Linked DNA regions of Lactuca sativa: region 1 is linked to region 2. The links are chromatin contacts, called in public Hi-C maps. All regions are on one chromosome and are shown on one strand. The core of a region is the stretch at or near the end of the contact, and the rest is flanking DNA. Distances in the headings are between cores, read along the strand shown. Region 1 holds the start of LOC111893206 (F-box/LRR-repeat protein 15). Region 2 holds the start of LOC111893200 (LRR receptor-like serine/threonine-protein kinase ERECTA).

What was found. Hi-C and Micro-C count contacts between places; a contact is called where the count stands out from the background.
Region 1: a contact with region 2 is called in a Hi-C map of leaf, with 3 times the contacts expected there. The contact joins the promoter of LOC111893206 here to the promoter of LOC111893200 in region 2. A contact is called at or near these places in 2 of 4 Hi-C or Micro-C datasets (both in leaf).

What each region holds. Positions count from the first base shown.
Region 1 is chr8:110,020,979-110,028,306 of Lsat_Salinas_v11, forward strand. LOC111893206 (F-box/LRR-repeat protein 15) reads right to left here and starts at 3,060. Exons shown (of 17, transcript XM_023889276.2): 1 at 2,237-3,060; 2 at 1,454-1,676; 3 at 1,235-1,367; 4 at 1,057-1,156; 5 at 775-972; 6 at 404-674; 7 at 167-265; 8 at 3-91. The coding sequence starts at 2,589.
Region 2 is chr8:109,852,511-109,859,681 of Lsat_Salinas_v11, forward strand. It overlaps LOC111893200 (LRR receptor-like serine/threonine-protein kinase ERECTA), which reads right to left and starts at 2,967. Exons shown (of 27, transcript XM_023889268.3): 1 at 2,830-2,967; 2 at 2,175-2,669; 3 at 1,889-2,030; 4 at 1,698-1,769; 5 at 1,507-1,578; 6 at 1,359-1,430; 7 at 1,190-1,261; 8 at 1,026-1,097; 9 at 867-938; 10 at 711-782; 11 at 556-624; 12 at 333-404; 13 at 164-235; 14 at 24-95. The coding sequence starts at 2,256.

The DNA.
Region 1 (7,328 bases), core at 1,810-4,309, 170 kb after region 2:
ACTTGCGACAATGTACAAGTCTGATATTTTGCAAACGAGGAAGATCCAAGAAGACTGATGTCAATAAACTGCAATTATCAAGCTCCAAAACCTGTGGGGATACATTAAATTAAAGGATTTATTGAAGTTGCAGAAATTATGAGAAAAGATAAAAACAGGTGATTACCTCTAACATATAACTATGAGAAATAGCAGCCATAGAAGCAGAAGTTATGCCTTCACAGCTATGAAGCTTGAGAACAGTCAGCATTGGCAACCTTACAGACTTCAAGAAACCAAGAAAGGGCATATTAGGAAGAAAAAAAAACATGATTATTTATGATTTGAATTCATGAAACTAGTGTAAAGATTCCAACTTTGTTAACAAATTGATGGGATAACACCAATAATCAACAGAAATTACCTCAAGGGAGATGTTTGGGCAGTATGATGCATTCAGGATATGGAGATTGGCACAAGTTAATGAAATCTCACGAAGTGTCTCATCACTAACACAAGAACAGTTCGACATGTCCAAGGATTCCACAAGAGGACACGATGTTACTGCTGACCGAATTGCAGCATCTAGAAGCTTATGACAAGATGCTATATCAAGATCATTAAGAAGAGGACAGTTTAGTACAGCATGTGCCATGCTGCTTCTCTTCAATGACAATGTCAAAAGTTGGGGACACCTGTAAATGACACATTTTTACCCATTCTTAGCAAAATTATATCATGAAGCCATATAAAATACTTATTAATACAAGCTATAAGAGTATATTATAATAATACCTGACAGAAATACGGACCACGCGGCATTTAACAATTTGAATGTGTCGCAAAGTGTCATGGTATATGGGTATCTCCTGAATGCCATTTCCAAGAATAGCATCAGTCACAATCAAACTCTTTAGCATAGTGCAATCGGTTAAAGCTTGAAAAAATGTCTCCCCTAACTGTCCTTTTCCCAAAGTTAAGAATTCAAGATTCCTGAAAACAGTCGAATGCATAACCGGTTAATGTTACAATTCATGAAGGTATTGGATATGTTCTTGAGCAATAAAAAATCATCACCTTAAGGAAGAGATTGCTTGCATGACAAGTGTATGTATAGCAGGAGACCCGTTAATGTTTACTTGAGTAGCATTTGGATATCGATGACACATATCTTCAACTGAAAGAAGTCAAGAAGCAAAGTTTAGTAGGAATTTGGATATGGAAATTATAGAAGAAAAAAAAAAGGTCATCTTACATTGTAGTGGAGATATATTTCGGTTTTCAAAGTTCAAGATTCTCCAGAAATCTTCATGTGCACTAGCCATGCGCCACTGCCTACAGACCTCAGCTGCTCTACAGAGATCAATGTGGCCCAAGAAAGAAAAGACCTAACAAGCCAGGACAACAGCCATCAACATATAGTAGAAAGAAAAACAAAACAAAAAAGTAGAGGTGAAGAAAGAAGAATAAATACCATATGCAACAGGTCATCAGTAAGATCCATTCGAATTTCTCGATCATCCATCTCCTCTTGTACATTTTCATCTTCCTCCATTCTCCAAATATTAGACATTAAAGGACTTCCTTCGTCTTCAGATGCTGAACAAAGGTAGTTACCTAAGCTATTATGCATTCTCTCATATTCATCACTCATGTTTTCTTGAAAAGGCATAGATAGAAGAAAGCTATCACAATCCCTGAAAAAAAAAAAAAAAGACCCCATGATTTATTAAATATCATCGGGTCCCTAAGGTTTACATGTGTAGTAAGGTTAAATGTGTATTTTTTGAATGTGATTTTCTTTTCGTGAAAATTGTAAAAAGAAAATTCAAATAGGCCCAAAACGCTGACTTGACAGAACAAAAACAATTTGGTCTGTTTGGTTTGGAAATTTGTCAAATTAAGCTTTGCAAATTTGAAAAAATAATTGCCACTCAAACCAGCCAAAACCAAACCCTGCAGTAGGATAGAAGAATAAGCTTTTCAATTGACAAAAAAGATCTTGACTTGACCATCAGAAATGGCATTTTGTTTATTCTTTCATATATTTTCAGTGCTTCATCCACTAACTGAAGTAAATATCTGAAAAAGGCATTTACGCATATGACTTATCTTCATCCCACTAAAGCAAAAGACAGTCACGAGATTTAATAGAAGAATCAGAAAACCTACTACCAGTACCAAATGGTGATTGAGTAGTTAATTGATCAACTAAAAACAAATATTTCTTAATGAAGAAAAAGAAAGATGGTCTCACAGTGCAAGAGAATGAACTTTGGGACGTTTACTGTGACTATCACGATCAAGACCATCTCTTTCAAGCACTGCAGCAGCTGATGAAGACGAAGGGTCTCCTCCCAAGCTCAAATTCAAATTGACATCCACGTTACTACCTCTAGAAGTGCCCTCCCCAGGCTGCAATCGAAACTTTCCTCCGTCATCTTCATCCCTTGGTTTACCAGACCCTAATTCCTCGTCGTGTCTTATTTCTTCAGACTTACCCTCATCAAAATCAAGATTTCCCAAAATGCCCTTCCTTTCCCCCATCGTCTCTCGCTTCTTATATTCTTCTTCTTCTTCGCCGAAGCATAAACAACACCAAATCTTCATGCACAACCGAAGAAACCCCAAATTTGCAGCTTGAATTTATAAACCCTAGGTTAAGGTATTACACGTTTTTCTAGGATAATCCAAATTTCTTGCAGAATTAACCTAAACCTAAAAGACGCACAGAAATTGCATTACACAAACCAAAATCAAATTTTTTGACACGCTTCACTCATTCCATCGGGAGAATTGAATTTGCAACATAAATGGAGAAATGTATTCAAACATATGTAAAAAGGGAGAAATTTCCAGGTGAGATCAGATCGGATCAGATCAGATCGGATCTTCCTCCGGTAGTTGCTCCTCGTCGTTGACGGTCGATCGGCGGCCAGAAATAGAAATGAAAAGGTTGAATCCCCCTCGCTTTCTCTGTGCGAGAGAGAAAGTGAGAACTTCGTTACTTTCTACGTTGATTTCGGGCTTTCGGGTATGTCGCTGAGAAGACTGATGGAATCCAAAAGCGAATACTCGCGAATATTTATTTACTTACATTTATATATAGAAATGGAAAGAACTTGTCCAAAATATCCATCTTATCCTCGGTCACAATTAAAATATTTATCTATATTATGTTTATATTTTGTGGGTTTTATTTCTATGTGGTTTAGAACAAATAGCCATTTAAAAAATTATAAATTTTATTAACTTTAATTAAACTTATTTAAATATTACTAGATATGTGCCCGCGCACAGGCGCGGTGATAAATAATTTTTAGGCAAATAGTTTCTTACATAGAAATAATTATTATATTTTTTATTAGTTATTATGTAATAAAAAATTACAACTTTTATATAAAACATTTATGTTTATATTGTTTGTTTATACTATTAATGTAAATTAATTAATATTGGTGTTTAGTTTAAGAAAATATAAATTAATTTATGCATATGAATTTACTATTTTATAATCTTTATTTTGCTTCAAATTGAATTTCTTAATTATTTTTCTTAATTCAAGTCTTCAAACTTTTGACATGTATTAATAAATTATTTATGTATAATTGAATTGTACAAAAAGTTTTGTAACATATTGAAGGGTTATGGGCATAACTACAACCTATGTGTTCATCCAACCCTAATTGTTTTGAATCAAAGTTTTTCACTAGTTGAACATGTATGTAACATCCCAAATTTCGAGTCCAAAAAATTCATTTTTAATTAATTGATTTATAAAACTTCCATAAGAAAACATAGTGAAGACATATCATTTCATAAAACTAATATATCATGTCTGAAACCAAACCATAAATATAACAATGTTAAAGTACAATCCCAAGAATCTCATAATGCGGAAATCCAACGTGTGTGTATGATGTGCAGCTACCGCACCAGCTTTTTCCCCTCCGTTGAAGAGGTACCTGAAACAAAACTGAAAATTGTAAGCACGGAGCTTAGTGAGTTCCTGCATCGTAGCGCATACCATACAATCACATAACATAGACATACTGTTAGGTATATCTGGGTGCCCGACCTACCCCTTCGGTCCTCTCGACCGGATACTGCCTAGCATACCTGGGTGATGGCCTCCCCTTCGGTCATCTCAACCAGATACTGCCTAGCATACCTGGGTGTTGGCCTCCCCTTCGGTCCTCTCGACCAGATACTAGGGACTATTTCACCCATCTACTAATACCACATAACATGTAACACATAATCATATTCTATCTAGCATGATTGGGTATGACTACCCCATTCGGCCCTATCGACTGGAAATCTTGGGGACTATCTCCCCTACTGCTACTAGCATATAACATTATATCATACTATCAAATAACATATTAGGTAGTAGCAAACCTAGATGAATATCACAAAGACAATCATCTAACATACGACTCCTACTGGTGGGTCGATATTGGTACCTTAGACCCACTTCTACTGGAAGGTAACTCACCTCGTAAGGTTGACTGCTGGAAAGTTGATTGGCAGATGTCTGACTGCTGCTCCGGTGATCCTCCGGCTATAAACCCATAAAACACTTAATCAGACACTGATAAATACTCTTAGGGTAAAATGACTATTTTACCCCTGACCAAGTCAAAGTCAAAGTCAACTTCCAGTTGACCTGACTCGTCGAGTTGGGCCGCCAACTCGTTGAGTCCCTATCCTTTCATATGTCCTTCTTCGAACTCCTGTTTGTCGAGTTTATGAACGACTCGACGAGTTCTCCTTCTAAAACATCCTCGAATGAACCTTCATCCAACTCGCTGAGTTGTATGAACAACTCGTTGAGTTCATCCCCATCCTATGATCAAGTATGCCCTTGACTCGCTGAGTTGTATGAACAACTAGTCGAGTTCTATGATTTCCAGGTCTATGGCTAAGTCTAATGTGTTGGGTCACTCCCCCGGACCCCTCTAAGACCACTCTAACACTCACTGGGTTCCTTCGAACCACAACAGAAAAGGAAGTCAAGCCAGGACTCGTCGAGTTGAGAATGACCAAGTCTCATTTCTCGATTTCTGATGTACAACACATGACCAAAAGATAGATCTAGGCTTCTAAGATCGATCTAGCACGTAAAGTTACAAACTTTACGTGCATGCATGGGATTATGAGCTTAAATGGCCCTAAATGAGACTCTTACGATGCATGGGGCTCTCTAAGGCTCCAAAATCAGTCCCTTTCTGGCTTGTAACCCCTCAAAGACCTTGGATCTGAAGTTTGAGCCCCCAATCATGTTGCACTCATGATTGGTCACCAAGAATGGCTCCTAAAAGCCCTAAATCACCCCCAAAAGGGATCTAAACCATGAAAGAGCAAGGTATCAACTTTATACCTCTAAAGAACTGCAGAGGGTGCACAAAATCGAACTCCTCTGGCCTCCTCTTGATTCCTCAAGCCTTTCTTTTCCTTCTTATGTTCCAAAATCACCAAAACCACCACAAAGGCCTTAGATTTTTACACAAATGATTAGGGTTTGATATGGAGAGTTATTGAGAGCAATAGGGACGAAGGGAGGCTGAATGAGATGATTAAATAGGGTGCAATCCCTTAAATTAGGATTTTGTCTAGTCAGGGCCTACTCGTTGAGTCTGGCCGCCGACTCGTCGAGTAGGTCATTAAACTCTCGGGTCCAAGTCGCTCTTACTCGTCGAGTTGGCCATCAACTCGCCGAGTTCTATGCCAAAAAAATGAATAATACGTGAATGAAATTCATACCAAGAACCGGGTGCTACAATGTAATTGAATACCAAAGTACTAAACCCTAGATCTAACATATATAATTCGAAAATTACATCATAAAAAGGGTTTTGATGTTTACCTCGCTTGTTATGTAGTAATAACAAGAACACGTTGTAGATCCTTGACTCTTGAAATCTTAGTGTCTAAAATGTTGCACCTCTAATGGCTTACAAGCACCGCTAGCAAGAGGATGAGAGGAAAAAGGTAGGTATACTTAGAAAAATCGGCTCCACTAGGGTTTTTAGGCATAGGGCCGAAAAATCTAAGGGTTAGATCCTTGACCCATGGTTTTTGATAAATAAAAAATAATCAAAATATAATGATAAACTAAATACTAATATTAAATAAATATAAATTAAAAGTATTTAAATTTTTTTAAGGGTTGGTAGGTTGTAAATGGGTTAGGAATTTCAACCATAACCCACCCCAATTAATTAAACGGGTTGAACCATTTAATTAAATGGGTTCAAAATCTCAGCTCAACCTGTTATTTATTGGGTTGGGTTCGGGTTGGGTTGGGTTGGCGGGTTTGGGTTGACATTGCCACCTCTAATGGATATAAACCATCGAAAATGAAGTTTGTATGCGAAAGTTATGATTTTAAGAAAAATATTAAATTTGGACAACCCAAATGATAACACGCGTCAAGATCCGGTTGAACCAATTCTCCCTAAGTCTTGCAAGAAGATAGCGACACATAGCTTAAAGAGAGGCTGCCATGTCACCAGACACGATGCACCCCTCTTGAATTGCTATAAATAGAAGCAATTTTCTTGTTCATTCGTTGTTTAATTCATTCCTTTCTTTCTCAAACTTTCCCGAGGCCCTAAGGCCCATTCTTAGTAGTTCTTGGGTCTTAGCAGCAAAGTTCTGGAGGGCCAAAGAGCCCCGAGAAAATGGAGGTATCAGTTTCGAAGTTCTGCCCATGTAATGTCCGGTTTTTTATCAGACAACCTGTAAGTTGAGTTATGCTTACTGTACTTTAAGTATAACTTATATTTATGTTTATATTTGTTATTACGAACTTATAAACAATATCTATCAATAATACTAGTCATTATATTGATCGATCTACTTACGGTAATGATGATAAGGCTAGATAAGCGAGGTGTTTCAAGTGGATTTTTCAAACAATATATATTTATATACCAAACGGACCCTACTTCCGATACGATCTTACCTGATTGTTTCTTATCAGCTACACGACAGTGTTTCGTTTAAAATTAATAATAACTCTAATAAAAACTTTATAACAATTAAACTTTATAAATACGAACAAATTCTAAATGCTTAGTAATATTTGTGTTTATGTCGTTTTAAAAGGGAGTGTGAAGTATCAGTCAAAGATCTAATTTTGTTGTGAGTCTTTCATCTATATCATGTGAATGCGAGGTTACTTTTATCTTACACATAAATACAATGTATTTAGACAATTAAATGTTATATGTGCCTATTATCTATGTTCTTGATACACGTGCTAGATGCAATAATTTGATATGATTTACTTGTATATTTATTTTTATTATATTTAAATTGTGTTGGGTAGTGAATGATTGTGG
Region 2 (7,171 bases), core at 1,717-4,216:
GAAGAGATTTGTATATTTCGTACAAGTAATGTAACTTTGACATGTTCCCGAGCTCTGGAGGAATGGATCCAGTCAACTTGTTGTTGTGGAGATACCTACAAAAAATAAAAATAAAAAACATAAATAGTTAAATATGTAAAATAATTCTTATTTCAATTCTTACAATTTCTCGGTATAAGTCAAATTTCCAAGGATTGGAGGAATTTGTCCGCTCAAATTATTGCAACTTAAATCCCTGTGACATCAATCAATTAAGAAATAATTTAAATTAGTATAAATTTTGGAATTGAAATGCCAGAAAAAAAAAAAAAAAGTAAAATAATATTGCTTACAAAACCGCAAGAGCCTGCATGAGTCCAATCACAGACGGGATTTTCCCCGATAGTTGGTTTCCTTGTAGTGATCTGACATGCAAAGATTGTAGGATTAATATATGGTAAAATACATGAAATACCAATGTACTTTCATTTCTTTCTATTACAACATTCTACTATTAAAAGTATGTTGTTATTTCATACATTTAACAGGAATACAGAGTTAAAGCAATAGACTCACAATGTGGCAACTTGAAGGAAACCAATGTTAAATGGAATCTCTCCCGTCAATTGATTGTATGACAAATCCCTAAAAATTAATAAAAAAATTAATCAAAATAAAAAAATGGTGGATATTGGAGTAAATTTAATGGGGTCAAGGGAGATGATACATACAATACTTGGAAGCCAGTACAGTTGCCAATATTTGAAGGAATTGTGCCAGTTAAACTATTGTTCCTCACATCGCTGTGTATATGATATATAAATAAGTTAAATAATAAATAAATAAAAGAAGTATGAAAATTAAAAGAAAGAAAGAAATCAACTTACAAATACCACAGGCCGGTTAGTTGACAGATATCTGGAGAGAGATCTCCGACCAAATTGTTGCTTCTCAATCCTCTGAGTCAACGGAATAATAGAATTTGGTCAAAATATATTAAACAAGATTCTATAGATAATAGTATATATTAAGTCTTGGAAACTTACAAATACTGTAAAACTTCATTCCAGTATATAAGCCTTGGGATTTCCCCATTCAGCTGATTTTGTGCCAGATCCCTATATTAAACATCGATTTCATCAATATAAAATATGTTTTTTTTTTTATTTTATTTAACTAAGATGAAAAGAAATGAAGGAAAGATTCTTACAAAATCTTCAAATTTGGAATCTGTGATAAAGTTGATGGGATTGGTCCGATTAATTGATTGTTTTTCAAGATTCTGTAATACCAAATGGGAATGATGGCGTTATCAAATGAAACGAACAACTTACAAACAAAAGCAAATAAATTTCTTGGAATTTACGAGCTAAACTTACAAGAGTTCAAGCTGCTTTAACTTAGATATCGAAAATGGTATGTCTCCAGTTAGCATATTGAACGATAAATCCCTGGTTAAAAAACAGTTTACTTAGAGTTTAATCAAAAGATAAAGTATCACATTATAAAGAAAAGTCACAAACTTACAAGTTCTTAAGGCTACTACAATCACCAATCTCATCTGGGATTTGGCCAGATAATCGATTTCCACGAAGATCGCTGTTCAAATACGATATCAAAACAGTTAAAAATACCATTTTTAACAAAAAAAAAAAGAGTAAATTCATTAAGTCAAAGGGGGATGAAAGATTGAAAATTTGAAAGGGAAGAAACATTACATGGAGAGTAAACCTTTGAGGTCTCCAATACTTGGTGACAATTCACCATCAAGATTCAAACCTGAAAGATTACTGAAAGCATTTCGAAAAAAAAAAAAAAAAAAGTCAAAATTTTGACCTAAAAGGCATAAGCTTTTTCTTGAAAAAATGGAAAAATTAAATAAGTTGGATGGGATAACGATAATACTCACAGCGCAACGACATTGAAGGTGACATTATCACAAGAAACACCTCGCCACATACAGTAGTCTGAAGAAGGTGCTGAATCAGTCCAGTCATAAAGCACATTATTCACATCTCTAAATGACTTTTTTATCTCCACCAATGTCCCCCCTTCAAGATTAAATTAATAAAAATGTATTACAACATAAGTCAAATGGAATATTATATTATAATGAAAACAAATTTTAAAACGGGTTTCTAAATCCATAGTTAAATATAGTTTAAAATCAAGAACATGAACCCGAAACGACATACCGTCATCGGAGTTAACGACGAGGAAGAAGCTTGAAGAAAACAGAAGAAACGACAGAAACCCCATCATTCTGAAAAACTCCATGAAACCAACCTCCGCCGTGCGCGGTGTCACCCCTGTAAATCTCCGGCGAACTCGACCAACATTCAGTGAGACAGATTGTTGAATAAAAACTTGTCACATGATTTGTAAGCAGGACATTTGAGTATCTTTCTTCTCCTCGATTGCAGTGTAATCATGTAGGATCTATTCTATGCATGATTCATGGTATCAAAGAGTGGGGGAAGGGAGGAATTATGGAGAAGATAAAGTCAAGAAATGAAATAGTACACACTACAGACTACAGAGTATAGTGCCAAAGGCTATAGCTGCAACTGTGTTATAAAACCCTGCACAATTTTACAGCTATTGTTTTCCCCTCCTCTTCTTAACTTTTACTCTCTCTCTCTCTCCGGCTGACAGCTTTTTCAGGATAAGAGATGAAAGGAGACCCATTTCTGAAATGCATCAAGTTTTAATTTTTTAATAATAAATTTTTTGAACTATTATCAATTTCAGAATAAAGACTATTTCCAGTTCTTCACCCTACATGTGGGTCAATCTGTAAAAAACAAAATTATATATATAGATTTATAAAATAAATTATACAAAACTAACATTTTTCTTGAAGTAGAGCAAAAGATTTTCCATTTATATATACATGGAGAGAAAGAAGAGTGGGGTTATATACAATTTAGTCCTATCATTAGTCTCTATCAAAGGTTTGGTTTTTCTAAGGTGTTTGCAGAAGGAGAGAGAAAGAAAGAGAGAGGCCTCTGTGCCTTTTGCAGACTCATCACTCACTTGTGGAGTGGGGTGGGGGTGGGTAGGGTGGGGTGGGGGTGGGTGGATGGGTAGGGGGTTGAAGGGGGTAAATGAATGATCTTTGTTTGGGTTTGATAATGACCAGGCTTTCTGAGAGACGATTGATGTGAGTAAATGAGTGATAAAAGAGTAGCAGAAGCAACAGTAAACACTTTATTTGGAGAAGAAGAAAACCATCCTTTTAACCTGTAAACATTTTATAGCTCCCATGTGACCTTCGATGTCGATAGATACAACAATTAAATGCATTGTTTGTTTTGTGAGATCATATCCTACCTCCTATCTTGATAATAAATCACTCGTATTCTAACTTATTTTATATAAAAAGTTGAGTTTCATTTTTTGTTTAGATGTTGATATGAAAGAACATAAAAAATTACAAGTTTCAAAAACTTAAAATGCTGTACAAAAATTTGAATATATTAACATAGTTGTAATTTGAAAATATTTAAAATATGTTTTTGGTTGACAGCATAGAAACAAAACTCGTTAGGAAAAACAGAGCATTTAGTTATGAAAATGAATGATTAAAATGGTATTTGGGGTTTCTTCGAAGGCTTTTAGTTAAAGAATTTTCCTCCCTCGCGGATCCATTCCTTCCGACCACCGTGTTTACCACATCATCCCGTGCCTTCTCGGGGAACATTTCAACATTCCGCCGTCAGCCACCGTCGTTGCAGCTTTCCATATTCCATCATCACTCATGAAATCGAGTCCCCATGTCAACTGTCGAGGCATCCCTCTCTTTTTTTTTCTTGAAAACCCTAGGTGTAGAGTAATGGCATGTTTATCTCTCCCATCTGTGTTAACTGCAAGTATCATCTAAAAAGCAAAGATAACATTCACCAATTCTTGGAAAACACCATTATAGAGATATTTTAAGGAATATTATTTGAAGGGAAAAAATTAGGCTACGATTTAATCAAAAATTAGGTATCACACCAAAAATAGGCCCAATGTTTGCAATGTTATGTAAAAACCTTTTTTATAATAAAATATTATTATTCGAAAATGTGTATGTTGTGAACTTGTGGGCCCGTATTTTCGGGTTACAAAATTTCATTTACAAATTTTTTATGTTTGATTTTGTGTATAATTCTTTTTGAAAAAAATGACACAAAACGACTATATCTATTTGGAACGGTATGTGCTGACATCGTTATATTATTTGATACAATTATGAGAAAAATGTATTTTCTCTTAACATGGGTTTTATCAAATCAATCTGACACTTTTGCATATGATATCTTTAAAATTTTCATATTTGATTAGAGGAAATGTGACTCGTTAAAAGACATGTTCGACAAAACTAAAGTTTATTGTGTCAAATGATGTTTTTTGTTTAAAACGAACAATTTTATCAAACGCTAGAAGCTTCTAACACTTCGTGTCAAACATGTACAGAGTGTATTTTTTATCTCAGTCTTCAACATTCACTGTTAAGTCATATTCGCCAATAAAATATGAAGTGATACGTGATGATGTTATAAAATAAGGTATTGTTGATAGAATTCATTCATGTTTTCATGGTATCCAAGAGCAATTGTTAGAATTAAGAATCCCATTATTGCCTTCATAAGCTGAGGAGTGTAGAAAGTTGTAGTTTTATAATATGCATATGTATATGATTTAAATGTATGAATATACACAAAAATTCTCAACTTAATGCAAAGAATCCAAAAGCACATAAGGCTAGTGCAACACTTAACGAGCGGGTTGAAATGATAAATATTATGTTCGAATTAACTGAAAGTTAAATATAATTGTTTGAAGTTCACAAAGACAGTACTCGGTTACACGTTAGGTGTAACGCCTATTTTTCGAATGTGTTATTTGATACTTGCAGGAAATTTAAGAAAGATGGTTTTTGGGAAAACCCAGTCCGTGACACAGGCTTGGATATATGTGGTGTGTGTCACGTCATAAGTCGCAACGTGACTAAGTGTAGGTCGCGTCGTGAAGTCGCAAAAAGGACCAAACCCTAATTTCGGGTCTTGAGCCTGATTTAAAGACTCTAACTCGGAGGATTTCTCTCATTTGCAGCTACTAACCTCCACAGACATTAACCTATGAAACCCCGGCCTCTCTCATCCCATTTTGGTATTGTTGGTGCACTTTGGTGAACCAAGAAGAAGAAACAAGAAGATTATGTGCACCAAAAGCTATATCAAGAGAGTATAAACATTCTTATCATCTCCTTATGCTTCGTAAGTCATCAAGTTCTTACCTCTAAGGATTTTACATGATATATCTAGGATTTTGAGCTTAGTGGTTCTCTTATGTCTTGATTACTTGGAGTTTAGATAACTCCATGTAAAAAGATGTAACGCCCGGAATCTAGAAAGTTCATTGTGGAATTATGCCAATTTCAAGTCAAACTCGACGAGTTGGAGGAGCCAACTCGGCGAGTTAAAGATGAAGAATCACGAGGATTTAATGGGTCTACTCGACGAGTTGGGGAGCCTCAACTTAGCGAGTAGAGGTTGTTTTGGTCGCGAGGTTAATGAGACAACTCGGCGAGTTGGGGGAGCCAACTCGACGAGTTGGGCGTTGTTTAGGAAACCTTAATTTCGGGATTTTGCACCATATTTAAACACCTTAAGTTCCAGGTGTTGGCCTCATTCCCAGCCTCCATAGCCCCTAACCTTAATCTCGAAACCCTAGAGCCTCCAAGGGTGTTGTGAGTCCATTGTGTGTATTTTGGTGTGTGTTCGAAGCTCAGTCAAGGAGGAGGAGCTTGGTGCAAGGTGGTGGTTGAAGAAGGAGCTCATAAATCTTGGTTCTCTGCTCCATTTCCAACATATTTTGGGTATAAAGTTCTAACCTCGCTTAATATTTGATTAGATCTCTTATTTGGATAAATTTCAAGCTTTTAACCATGGATGGGTGTTTGTTGGGGAAGTAGAAGTCCCATGTGTTTGTTCTTTCAGATCTATGATCTTCATGAGTTATTTTGGCATAAAGGTGCCAACTTTATGATCTTAAGGGCTTCATGCATCTATTAAGCTATTCTTTTAGTCTCTTATGAGCTTTTAAGCCTTTCCTAACCATGCATGAGTGTAAAGTCGGAAGCTTTATGTGACCATGCAGTCTTGAAAGACCATATCTATAATTTGGGGCTTTGTCTTGGTGGTTAAGTGATTATTAATTGAGCCCTTAACCTTTTAAGCCTATGATTTGGGTTTTGAGCCCACTAGGTTGGTCCCTAGGGGTAAATTTGGAAACTTTGTCCCTCTAGACGCTATTTCAGTTAAGATCTGAGTGGAAAAGCTGTTAGTTTTGATTAAGTCGACTTAATGGGTTAAGATGTTTGGAACCTAATGAACTCGGCGAGTTTTTAGGTGAACTCGACGAGTTGGATCGGTTCTTCTCGATTTTTGTAGTCTGATGAAGGGAACTCGACGAGTTGAAGGGCAACTCCGCAAGGTGGGTCAACCTGGACCGTTGACTTTGACTTTTGACTTATCTCTTTGACCTAGTTTGTCCCAAGGGGTGTTTATGATAATCTGAATTGTATTCAAGGAAATATGGGCCTAGGATAAGGCCCATATGGGATTTGGCCCAATTTGGAAAATTGGGCCATTAGTGGGCTTTTATGGATTTTATGGTTTTGGATCTTGTTGGATTTAGGCTTGGGCCTTAGTTATGAATCTTGTTGGGCCAGGGGTAAAATGGTTATTTTACCCCAAGTATGGATTATGGATCATGGTTTGGAACCCAATTGCTAATTGGGTGATATTTTGGTATTGTTAGCTCGAGAAGTTGTAAGGGTAGCAACTAAGGATTTCTTGTAGTGAGCTTCAACATTCGAGGTGAGTCTCCTCACTGTTGTATGGGTCGAAGGCACCAATGCCGGCCCATTTGGTTTATGTATTGTAGGAAGACCAAGGGGTTAGCCCTTGGCATTATGTATGAAAGACCAGGCTGCGGCTCCTGGCACACTGTATGCAAGACAAGAGTCTGAACTCCGGTAAGTAATTAGTTAAGTAGTATAGTTTGTATGCTAGTTGTCTTTTGTGATGTTTGCATGGAATACCAAGAGGTGGCTCTTGGCACTTGTCTGTAAGACCCAGGGTTTTGGCCCCTGGCCTGGCAAGAAAGACCATGAGGTGGCTCGGGGCATAATGGCAAGACT